2 separate regions of the Hordeum vulgare genome follow, and region 1 is linked to region 2. A link is a contact called in public Hi-C data. All regions are on one chromosome and are shown on one strand. Each heading gives the region's core, a stretch centred on a gene start, on an enhancer-like site or on the middle of the called end of the contact. The rest is flanking DNA. Distances are from core to core; before and after follow the strand shown. Region 1 holds the start of LOC123412812. Region 2 has its middle 150 kb from the start of LOC123442669.

Region 1 (6,248 bases), core at 52-2,551, 680 kb before region 2:
CCGCTGGGTGCCGACCTCGCTGACTGTCCTAGTCACCGTTGCAGCCCACGCCATGCGTCCTCGCTGTTGGTCACCGAATCGCCGACTGTCCTAGTTGCCTGTCATAGCCCTCGCCGACCGTCCACGTCGCCGGCTTCACAAATGCTCTCAAGCTTCCCCCACCTATGGGCACACAAGAGCTTCAATGGCACCGGGGGACGCATGCTGCAATGGTGATGGAAGGGTGCAACGGTAGCAACGAGCATCGGTGCGCGACTGAACCGAGTCAAGACTTGAACTGTTGTACATCCGTGGGTTGCAACCGCTAGAAAAATAGCTTCAATCCCTAGATGAAAAAGCTTCAACCGACTATAAAGAAAGTTTTAGCTGACACTGCGAACCAGGGAAAGATACAACTGTTGACACAAAATGCTTCAACCTTAGATAAAAAAAATCTTCAACCAGATGATAGAGAGAGCTTTAACCAAACGCTACTCAAAACGAAAAAAGTTCCAATCATTTACAGAAAAGCTTCAACTATGAATGGAAAAAAGCTCCAACCTTCGAGAGAAAAAAAACTCTAACCAGACACTACGCAATCAGAGAAAAGTTGCAACCATTGACAAAGAAAGCTTCAACCGTATATGAGAAAAGTTTCAGCCGGCTACCGGCGACAAAAAAAAGCTGGGATCGGCCACCAGGGGTTCTCGAAGAAGTTGTATGTGTTTTTTTGCTGGAATGGACGAGGCGAAAAGCTGCAACTAGAGAGGCGGTTTGCTGGGACCAACATCAGACGAGAGTGGTGTGTTGCGACGGTGGCGAGTTGCACTACCAACAGTGGTGGAGCTGCGGCAGTCGCAGCTAAACCACAGGGAAAATTCACACTGATTAAAGGGCAAGAAATCTTGAGGATGAGGGAGAGGAATCCATGAACTGATGACGGTGCGCAGTTTTGCTTTGGGAAAGAAGAAATGAACGGTGAAGGCGTAGAGCTCACGAATGAAGGAATAAGACACGACCGTGGGCGGTGTGTGGGTCTAGCTACGTGGGCACAACACATGGGTGACGTCTGAAAACGCACAATCGCAAATGATCGCAGAGCGTGCGCGGAGCCGGCGAAACGTTTCAGCCGACGCTTCGGATGTAAACATTTCCCTTGTTGGTACGTAGCTAATGAGGTCCTTGTCAACTTACAACCCAAGTAGACAACCCAAGTTAGAGGCAGACTCGGATCCAACCTCACGGCAACGCGACCTCAACGCATACAATACATCTCCGGATGCCCAAGCTTAAACCCAAATCTACCCCCACACGGCCCTACCTCCTCACCAGCAAACCTGGCAAATAATAGCCGGCAACACAACACCCAAACAGCCAGGAAAATCCACACGCCATCATGGCCACCACGCGACTCCGCCTCCTATTCCTATTCACGCTGCTCGCCGGCACCGCCGTCTTCTCCGTCTCCGCTGCCTGCGACGTCCCTGCCGAGCCGGCCGTCGCCGGTGCAGTCGGCGCGGAGCCGAGCGCGTACGAGATGCTGGAGAAATTTGGGTTCCCAAAGGGCATCCTGCCGGTGGGCGTCACCGGCTACACGCTCCGGCGGTCGGACGGCGCGTTCCAGGTGTTCATGGACAAGGATTGCGAGTTCGAGGTGGACGGCGGGTACAAGCTCACCTACCAGCGGACGATCTCCGGCAGGGTGGCTGGCGGCAGCTTACGGGACCTCCGGGGCGTCTCGGTGAGGATCTTGTTCGTCAACTGGGGCATCGACCAGGTGCTCATGGCCGACGCCGACCACCTCATGTTCTACGTCGGCCCGCTCTCCCAGGCCTTCACGTCGGACAACTTCGAGGAGTCCCCGCGGTGCAGCTGCCGCCGCCATGGCGTTGCGGACGTTGGAGAGGTCGTGGGCGTGGCGGCGATGTAGGATCGGGCAGTTGGTTACGTGATTGCATATACGTGTACACAACAAACTACTGGTTTTTTTTTGAACACAACTACTACTGGTTAATTTGGTTTCCGGGATTGGTGCGTGAAATTCTTGCACGTGATGCTGTGAATTTTTTGATGCAAGTCGATGCATGCACGATTGGTGTGCGTGCAACGCGCTGCACACCGAGGAAAAGGACCCCATCAAATGGGGTGTCGATTTTATTTGCCATATTTATGATTCTTCTTCTTAGTGCGTGCAATTGTTATATTTTGCCTTCAATGTTTTATGTGGATTTGAAGACGATTTACCGTCTCTGGTCAGGTGATGATCATGTACATTAGTGGTGGTGTCGAGCTTGTCAGGCATGTTTGCAAACAAACAAAAAAAAAAGAATAAGGCTAGCAGATGCGAGTTTGTACCATCAAGCGTCAAATCATTATAGAGAGTTCGACTCATCCATCTACATATATTCACTTTGATCCCTTATCACCATCTTTTTTATGTCCATGTGATCTTTAAACGTTATCAACCAAAATCTAGCTTCTATGTGCATTTATTTGCGCCACAATTTTGTTTAAAACTCATAATTTTTGATTCAAGTGTCGAAATCAAGTTTTGTTTTTACTGTTGGGTTTCTCGTTATGAGATCTTCAAAACTAGATCCTATATTGATATCTTTTGTTGAACTTTTTTGAGGCAACTTTGGATACGATGAAGGCAACTTTAGTGTTATTGGAAAGCAACTTCATTTTTTTGCCTAGCAGGATTGGCAATTAGTTGGTTTGCGTAAAATTGAGAAAATCATACAAAACATGAGGCACATTGATCTCCCCCTAGCAAGTTGATCTCGCACTGTGTGCAAATCCTACTCATGTTGTTTGTAAGCCAAAGAGCAAGTGGACTGAACTGCTCTCCCTTACTATGAATAAAACGGAGAGTAGAACCGAACACTTGAAGCTCTAATTACCAGTATCTTTGGATACGGAGACCGAGGAAGAGTTCCTCCAATCTCTTTAAACACACTATAATTGGGGGTCCAGATTCCAGGTCGGAACCCACGTTATCCCTTGTTTAAGGGGAATAGATGAGATCCAACTATACACATTAGCATATAGCAATTGTTCTAGTAAACTCTAATCAAGTGCCGTGCCCCCTCCCCCTAGCACAAACCCACACAACTGTCCTAGCAAGATCAATAGCAACTACTACTAGCAAAAAAAATCCAAGCAATTATCCTAACAAATACAAGCAATTGTATTACCAAAACAAAATGAAAAAAATTGTTTCTAGCAAAACCAAGAAAAATATTACCAAACCACAATGCAAAATTGTTTTAGCAACACCGAGCAACTATCCTACAAAACCAAGCATCTATACTATCAAATAATCCAAGCAACTTCATTATTAACAAACAACTATGAAAATTATTTCTAGCAAAACCAAGCAAATGTCCCTAGCATTACTACTTAGGTTGTCTACTTTAAGCAAAAAAAAGTATGATGAACTTGAATAGCCTTTGTGGACAACTATATGACCCCCTACCCATGCAACTTATGTATTGTAGAAAAAAAACCCAAAACAACTCAATTATGAAAAGAACACAAAATGAAAAACTGTTCTAGCAAAAAAAATCCAAGCAACTCTCTAGCGAAACTAAGCAATTGCATTACAAAAAAAAATGCAAACACCTTTTAAAATTGAATCCGAGCAACTTCCTAACAAATCACAAGAACTTAACAATGATAATGAGTTGCCTAACAATGATGTCGAGTTGCATGTCATGAATAATTAGTTGGCTACGTTACTAGGAGAAGTTGTTTGTTGGTGTAGCTCATGCTTCCTATACTCTGAAACATAGTGTTGTACTCGATAGTGTGGTAGTCAACTTATATGTGAATTTTGTTGGGGAACGTTGCATTGGAAACAAAATTTTTCCTACGCACACGAAGACCTATCATGGTGATGCTCATCTACGAGAGGGAGATCGGATCCACATACCCTTGTAGATCGCTAAGCAGGAAGCGTTAAGAAACGCGGTTGATGTAGTGGTACAGCTTCGTGATTCAAATCACCGTCGTCCCACGATCTGTCCCACGATCTGTCCCGATCTACCACCGAACGGATGGCACCTCCGCGTTCAGCACACATACACGTCAATGATGATCTCCGCCTTCTTGATCCAGCAAGAGAGACGAGGAAGTAGATGAGTTCTCCGGCAGCGTGACGGCGCGTCCGTGATGGTGATGATCTATTCCTGTAGGGCTCCGCCCGAGCTCCGCAGAAATCCGATCTAGAGGAAGAACTACGAGGTATAGGTTTGAGTTGCACGTGGAAAAGTTGTGTCTCAGAAACCCTAAAACCACCAGTATATATAGGAGGAGGGGAGGGGCTAGCCTTGGGGCTCAAGAGAGCCCCAAAGGCGCCGGCCGAAGGAGGAGATGGACTCCCACTCCAATTTGGTTTGAAGGAGGAGTCCACTCCTTCCTTCCCACCTCCTTTTTTTTCTTTTCTTTGGTTTTCTCCTTGTGGCGCCATAGCCCACTTGGGCTGGCCTCACCAGCCCACTAAGGGATGGTGCGCCACCCTAGGACTATTGGGCTCACTCCCGGGTGGATGGGCCCCTCCCGGTGCAAACCCGGAACCCATTCGTCACTCCCGGTACACTCCGGTAATGCCCGGAATCTTTCCGGTGACCAAATAAAACCATCCTATATATCAATCTTTGTTTCCGGATCATTCCGAAAACCCTCATGACGTCCGTGATATCACCCGGGACTCCGAACAACCTTCGATCACCAACACCTATAACTCAACTATACTAAAACGTCACCGAACCTTAAGTGTGCAGACCCTGCGGGTTCGTGAACTATGCAGACATGACCCGAGACACTCCCCGGTCAATATCCAATAGCGGGACCTGGATGTCCATATTGGATCCTACATATTCTACGAAGATCTTATCGGTTGAACCTCTGTGCCAAGGATTCATATAATCCCGTATAACATTCCCTTTGTCCTTCAGTATGTTATTTGCCCGAGATTTGAACGTCGATACCTCTAAACATATTTCAATTTCGTTACCCGCAAGTCTCTTTACTCGTTCTGTAATACAAGATCTCGTGACTTACACTTGAGTCACATTGCTTGCAAGGCTTGTATGTGATGTTGTATTACCGAGTGGGCCCCGAGATACCTCTCCGTCACACGGAGTGACAAATCCCAGTCTTGATCCATGCTAACTCAATAGACACCTTCGGAGATACCTGTAGAGCACCTTTATAGTCACCTAGTAACGTTGTGACGTTTGATACACACAAGGTATTCCTGCGGTGTCAGTGAGTTACATGATTTCATGGTCATAGGAATGAATACTTGACACGAAGAAAAAAATAGCAACAAAATGACACGATCACATGCTACGTTTATAATTTGGGTCTTGTCCATCACATCATTCTTCTAAGGATGTGATCCAGTTATCAAGTGACAACACTTGCATATGGTCAGAAAACCTTAACCATCCTTGATCAACTGGCTATCCAACTAGAGGCTTACTAGGGACATTGTTTTGTCTACATATCCACATATGTATCTATGCTTTCATTCAATACAATTATAGCATGGATAATAAACGATTATCTTGAAACAGGAAATATAATAATAACTATTTTATCATTGCCTCTAGGGCATATTTCCAACGGTCTCCCACTTGCACTAGAGTCAATAATCCAGTCTCACATCGCTATGCGATTTACATTGGAATGAATCTAACACCCATACAGTTCTGGTGTTGATCATGCTTCGCTCGTGGAAGAGATTTAGTCAGCGGATCTGCTACATTCAGATCCGTGTGCACTTTGCAAATATTCACGTCCTCTCCTTCGACATAGTCACATATGAGGTTGAAGCGTCGTTTGATGTGTCTGGTCTTCTTGTGAAACCTTGGTTCTTTGCTAAAGCAATGGCACTAGTGTTATCAAAGAACAGAGTTATTGGATTTAGTGCGCTCGGCACCACTCCAAGATCCGTCATGAACTGCTTCATCGAGACACCCTCCTTAGCTGCATCCGAGGCAGCCATTTACTCCGCTTCACATGTAGAATCTGCTATGACCCTTTGCTTGGAACTACATCAGCTTACCGCACCCCCATTAATAATAAATACGTATCCGGTTTGAGACTTAGAGTCATCCGGATCAGTGTCAAAGCTTGCATCGACGTAACCCTTTACGATGAGCTCTTCGTCACCTCCATAAACGAGAAACATTTCCTTAGTCCTCTTAAGGTACTTCAGAATATTCTTGACTGCCATTGAGTGATCTACTCCTGGATTACTT
Region 2 (5,660 bases), core at 1,025-3,524:
GGATCTTGAGATGTGACGGATCACATCGTCACGTCCGGATTTCACGGGATTCGAAATTTTGGTTAGCGCGTGCTGCACGGTGATGACGCAACAACCAAGGCAAGTGGGGTAACGATGCCTCGATTATTGCGCCGCCCTTATCGCCACGTACTGCGGCTCCACTGTTATCGGGATCGATAGAGATTCGACGAGTCCACCAGTCAGCGACTCACTCGGGCGGTTATAAATCTGGTCGACGCTAGGGTTGGAGCAGTGTCGTCTCTTGATTCTCCTCTGCTTCCTCTCCGCCTCCGCCCCGCAGGTGTTGCTTTGATCTCCTTACGCCGCCGCTGAGATGACGAAAGGCAAGACGAGCCAGCTTGAGTGCATCAAGAAGGGTGGAAAGTCAAAGAAGTCAGGCGGCCGATCAGCGCTGCCGCCAGGGTGGATCTAGGGATATTTTCTCCCGTCAACCGTCCGGAAGGAGGATGTGCTGGAGCTCGTTGAACACTTGGACGCATGGTCCTTTTTTGTACTTAGAGTAGTGTAGGGGAGTGTGGGTGGGTGCGGCGGGCCGCCATTTGGTCGACTGAACTGCACTTCTCCACTCAGGAGTGGAAAAATATTAGTGTCGACTAAACTATTTCCTTGATTTTTTCAGAAAACCTGTGAGATTGGAGGCAAGTATGCCAACTTGGAATGAGAGAAGAACCAGCAGCTGGATCTAGAAGTGACAACCAATGACCATTTCGCGGTCTTGTAGGAAGATCGTACTGCAGCAATTGTAGTGAGCCGTGGTACTGTAATGAACTAAAAATGTATAAAATTGTGTTCCTCTACCGATTTGGGTACCATAGATTTTGTTTGATTCTTTATAGAAAACGGAAAAAAAAATTAGAAGTGAATATTACCATAGAACTTTTTTTTAAATGAAAACATTTTCAAAAATTCAAACATATTTGGGAATTTTGAACATTTTAAAAAATTTGGAACGGGAAGAACTTTTGGAACTGTGAAGAATTCTTAAGTTTTTGAAAATGTATAACATCGTGAACTTTTCTTGGACAAGACAAATAATTTCTTGAATGTTCGGATAGATTTGAAATTATGATATTTTATAGAAAAAGTATTCAAAATTTGGAAGTCGGAACATTTTTTAAAATTGTGAACGTTTTTAAAAATGTATTTTTTTCAATTATGAATATATTAACATAAAATTTGAAATTTGTTAACTTTTGTTGAAATTCCGAACCTTTTTCTAAATAAATACTGAATTTAAGTATTAAAAATAAAATTAGAAGTTTTCGAACATTTTTTAAATTTTGCCAATTTGGAAAAAAAAAGAGAATAGAACTAACAACTAAATAAACTGAAAACCTAGTCACAGTTATAACTAAATAAACTAAATAAACTGAAAACCTAAATAAACTGAAAGGCCAGAACCAGAACCCCCTCTATTACTACTGAATTTGGCCAACCCTCTGTCTTCCCCATGTCGCAGCGACTGTTGTTTGCCGCAATGCAGAAGAACTTCCGTTATTCGCATAGAGGTCCTACATACCGTTAACACTTGATTCTCAAAAAAAAGAAACTGTTAACACTTATAATGCAGAAATCTGGTTTTAGGATCTTTCTAGGGGATTTTTGTTTGGATTTTTTTTGGTTGTTTTATTTAACTTTTTGTGCTGGTTATCTTTCTGCTTTGTTATGGTTTTCTTCTCTTTTTAAAAATGCTTGGAATTTCAAATTGTCTTACCATTTTTGAACTTCTAATTTTGTTCCCATTTCGTTATAATTCTGCGGAATTTCAGTTTGTCATCCACTTTTTGAAGAAATTTCAGAATTTAAAAAATGCTCAAACAATGAAAATATGTTCAAGGGTTGAAATAAGTATCCATTTTTTAAAAGGGTTTACAAATTTAGATTATGTTCCTACTAAAAACAATTGGATTTAAAAATATGTTTCCATTAAAAAAATCAGAAAATCAAAATTTATTCACAATTTTCAAACATTATTCTTAAATTTAAAAATATATTAGCCTCTAAATATTTAGGAAATGTTGCTGTTTTAAAAAAATGTTCTCAAATTCTATTTGTAGTGATTATTATTTTCATTTTTAAAAATATTCCCATTCTCTAAAATAGTTAACTTTTTTATAAATTTATGTACTTTTCAAGAGTCCCTACTCAGACTTGTTTTTCAAGGTTAAAGTGCCCGGTTGGTACAGTACCGTACCGGTATAGTGCCTCATTCGACCCTGGTATTTTAGGGAGTCCTATAGGACGCCTTCAGCACCAGGGAACAGTTCTGGCGATCACTGCAGCACCACACTGGGCCAGCCCGCAAAACACGAGCAGGTGGATGGAGGTGGTTTCTGGAAAATGCTATTCGTCGCGTGTTGCGGCAAATTGCCAGGTTTTCGCACAGAGAAAGACGAGCGAAGGATGAACTGAACCGGCCCATTACAGTTGCGGGGATTCCAGTTTTGGAAGCCTTCAAGATTTATTCAACCGGTTTTTTCAGGTTTTGGAAATTTTCCAAAATACTCCCTAAACTGGTTTACTTTTTTTCCGTTTTTTTATCTTTATTATGTTCTATTTCTTTTTTTAATTTTCTGTATCAAAAATGTTCTGGCTTTTTCAAAATTGTTCCAGAATTTGATAAAATTTTCCAAAATTTGAAAAACTTTTCTAGAATTTGGAAAAATGTTCTGAATTTGAAAAACTATTAGGGAATTTGATAAACTGTTCCAAAATTTTAAGAAATATCCATAATTTTTATGAAAATGTTTCGTATTTTCAAAAATAATTCTGTAATTTGCAAAAATGTTTCGGAATTTGAATCAACATAATAGAAAAACAACTATTTTATAAAACAAAAAAACAAGCTGGGCCGGCCCAGTTGGGGCGAGCCCTTGTCCGTTGCAGCTTGTCCTTGCCGAAGATGGACTGGCCCAGTCGGGGCGACACCATAGTGCAGTGCGCGACTCCTTGCCACAATTAGCGGCAAATAGGAGGTCAAGTGCTTCAGGTGCGACCGTTTGAAAAAACAAATGATCGCTGCACTGCATAGTTGACTAACCCATTCAATTGATGCCTTGATATGTTGACTTGACATTGACCATTAATTTATTTTTAAAAAGTTTATGCATTTTGGAAACAAAATCATTGATTTTGAAAAAAAGGTTCATTGAATTTAAAAAAGTTTAGAAAAACTGAAAGAGTTCATAAGTTTCAAAAATAAGTTCATTAATTTTTGAAAAAAGTTCATAAAATTTGACAAACAATTCACTAAATTTTGAAAAATTTCACGATTTTGAAAAAGTTCATTGATTTGAAAAAGGTTCATCCTATTTAAATAAATGTAAATTGATTTTTTTAAAAGTTCATCAAGTTTGAAAATGGTTCATTTACTTATAGAAATTAAGCCCATCAATTAGTAAAAATTCATAGATTTTGAAAACAAATTCACGAATTTTAAAAACACAGTCGCGAATTTTAAAAAATCATGCATTCTAGTAAAAGAAAAAAGAAACATAGAATGGAAAAATGAAAAATGAAAAGTACAGTAAAAAACCGTTTCAAAAACAAAAAAAGGTTTGAAAAGCTTCTGGAAGCTTTCCAAAAGTGGGGGATTCCGCAACCTTGACAAAGAATAAATAAATAAAGAAAAAGAAGTATGTAAACGTATATATCGGCTTGTCGTAGTGGTTGTTGCGCTGCTCTTTGAATGTGGAGATCCTGATTTTGAACCCCGCCTTGCATCCTTTTTGCTTTGCTTGAGTTTGAAGAGAGAAAATAAAGGGACATCGGGTTGGCCCAGCGCATCTCGGGGTGTGCTCCTGATTGCACAAAATATTGTAACGGGCGTAGCGGGCGCCATTTTGGATTTGCCGATCTTCTGCAAGATACATCGTTTGGTTGCTACAATGTTGGATCGCCATAATGCCTCTTCCGACCCGTTACAGTCACGGGGAAAACGTGGGGTTAATGGGCTAGGCCTAGCTGCTCGTGCTTGTGTGCATCGCATGGCTGTTTGATCAAAATATGTTATATAGCGAAATTACTAATTAATTGGTACTCTTTGCAAAGGTCACTCATATCTCCGCATGTTAAGACAAGTGGCAACTGCCTGTACGTCACTTGTATCAACCCAGTATTCAAAACGTTTTATCTTTTGTACCGTGCGTTCAAATCTCAAACCGTTTTTACTGTTGGATTACTCGCGTGAGAGATCTTTATAACTAGACCTTGCATTGATAGGTTTCGAGAACTTTTTTCTTCATAAACAAACTAGACGAAAAAAACGAATCGGAAGCAAAAAAAGATCATTTTCCAAAGAGGGATGACTGTGCCTCACGCGAAACCAAATCCGTGCTTCCACGAGAAGGAAAATGTGCCTCCCACGAAAGAAGAACAAAAACATGAGGAAATGCGTATTTATGTAAACAAGCTTAACTCCATTCTGCTTTTACAAGTACACTTTGTTGGGATCAGAGGAGATGGATTGTTCCACCCGTGACAAAGGCGACTGCGAGGTTACCTCGGGTCCACCATTAATGGCCCCTGTGCCTCGCCTACTCCCATAACTCCAACTCTCAGCCTCCCGCCATCCACCCACCAAGCCCCAGCCCCCAGATCCGAGAGGAGGATAGCGGGGAGGTGTCGTCGAGGCCACGCGAGGCAGGCACACCCCACAACAATGGTGGCAGCTCTGATGGCCCTTCAGTAGACGATTCCGGTGGAGCTGCTGCCGGAAATCGACCTGCACTCTTCGGAGGTGCACGCGGAGATGTTGCGCGTGGTGCGGGGGCGCTTCCCCGACCGCTCCAAATGGCGAGATATTATGGTGGAGATCATCCACAGATCTACCTTCGAGGAGCGAGCCCCTTTTTGCGGCGACGACGGCTGGATGGACTACGATATGATATTATGGGACATCGAGGAGGCGGAGACGATGGATCCACGCCAGGCAGCGAGCTGGAGACAGTTCAAGGCGGAGAGCCCCTCTCGTCTCAACATCCGTCTGCCGCCAGTGATAGAGTTGGCCAATCCCCCCCCCCCCCCCCCCCCCCCCCCCGGGGTCAACCTGCCCCTCGTTCCCTAAAGCCTTGGGCTCCCAGCGGACGTGCTCGCCGAAGGGCGCTTGGCTCGGAGCTGTGGGCGCGTCGTGAAGGGGGAGAGCTGCATCTCCGCAGTTTGGAACCACCACCGTGGCCAGGAGACCGTGGTGATATCTCTGCTTACCGGAGTAAGGGAGTTTTCGTGATGTGGGGAGTTGTGGTGACATTCTGGTCAAAAATTTAGATCGTGGTTTGTGAGAGTGTGACATTTCTCCTACTAGTCTTGTTGTTGGAGTTTCTACTCCTCGCCTTCCACAGTTGCCATGGGGTGCTTGTGCCTCCCCAACCCTGGCGAGGTCTTTGTCGGATGGCGACGCTGTGGTTCCTAAGGTGCCACGGGCTTATTCGAAATTGCCCTTGCGTGAACCAGTTGCGATTCCTGCACCCCTCATCTGGGGATGTGTGGTCAAGCGGAAGGCGCATTTGCCAAAGCCGTCTTTCCGTGAGGAAAATAGCTTTGAGGAGGAAACGGCAGAGTTTTTTGGATTACTTTGGGTTATCCCTTCCACCGTGCGCCGCCGGCCTCACATACACAACCCCCTCCCCTCCATACCCTAG

The links. A called contact is a pair of places that touch in the nucleus more often than the background predicts.
Region 1: a contact with region 2 is called in a Hi-C map of seedling, with 2.8 times the contacts expected there. The contact joins the promoter of LOC123412812 here to the enhancer-like site in region 2. A contact is called at or near these places in 2 of 6 Hi-C or Micro-C datasets (leaf and seedling).

What each region holds. Positions count from the first base shown.
Region 1 is chr1H:428,355,884-428,362,131 of MorexV3_pseudomolecules_assembly, reverse strand. It overlaps LOC123412812, which reads left to right and starts at 1,301. Exons shown (of 1, transcript XM_045105763.1): 1 at 1,301-2,336. The coding sequence starts at 1,376. The coding sequence ends at 1,909.
Region 2 is chr1H:427,675,950-427,681,609 of MorexV3_pseudomolecules_assembly, reverse strand. No RefSeq gene overlaps it. Among protein-coding and RNA genes, the nearest start is that of LOC123442669, 150 kb to the left of the region's middle. Within about 2 kb of position 2,274, at least 3 of the 3 cell types and tissues checked have open chromatin away from gene starts, as enhancers often do. A contact at or near this core is called in leaf and seedling, where this site is marked.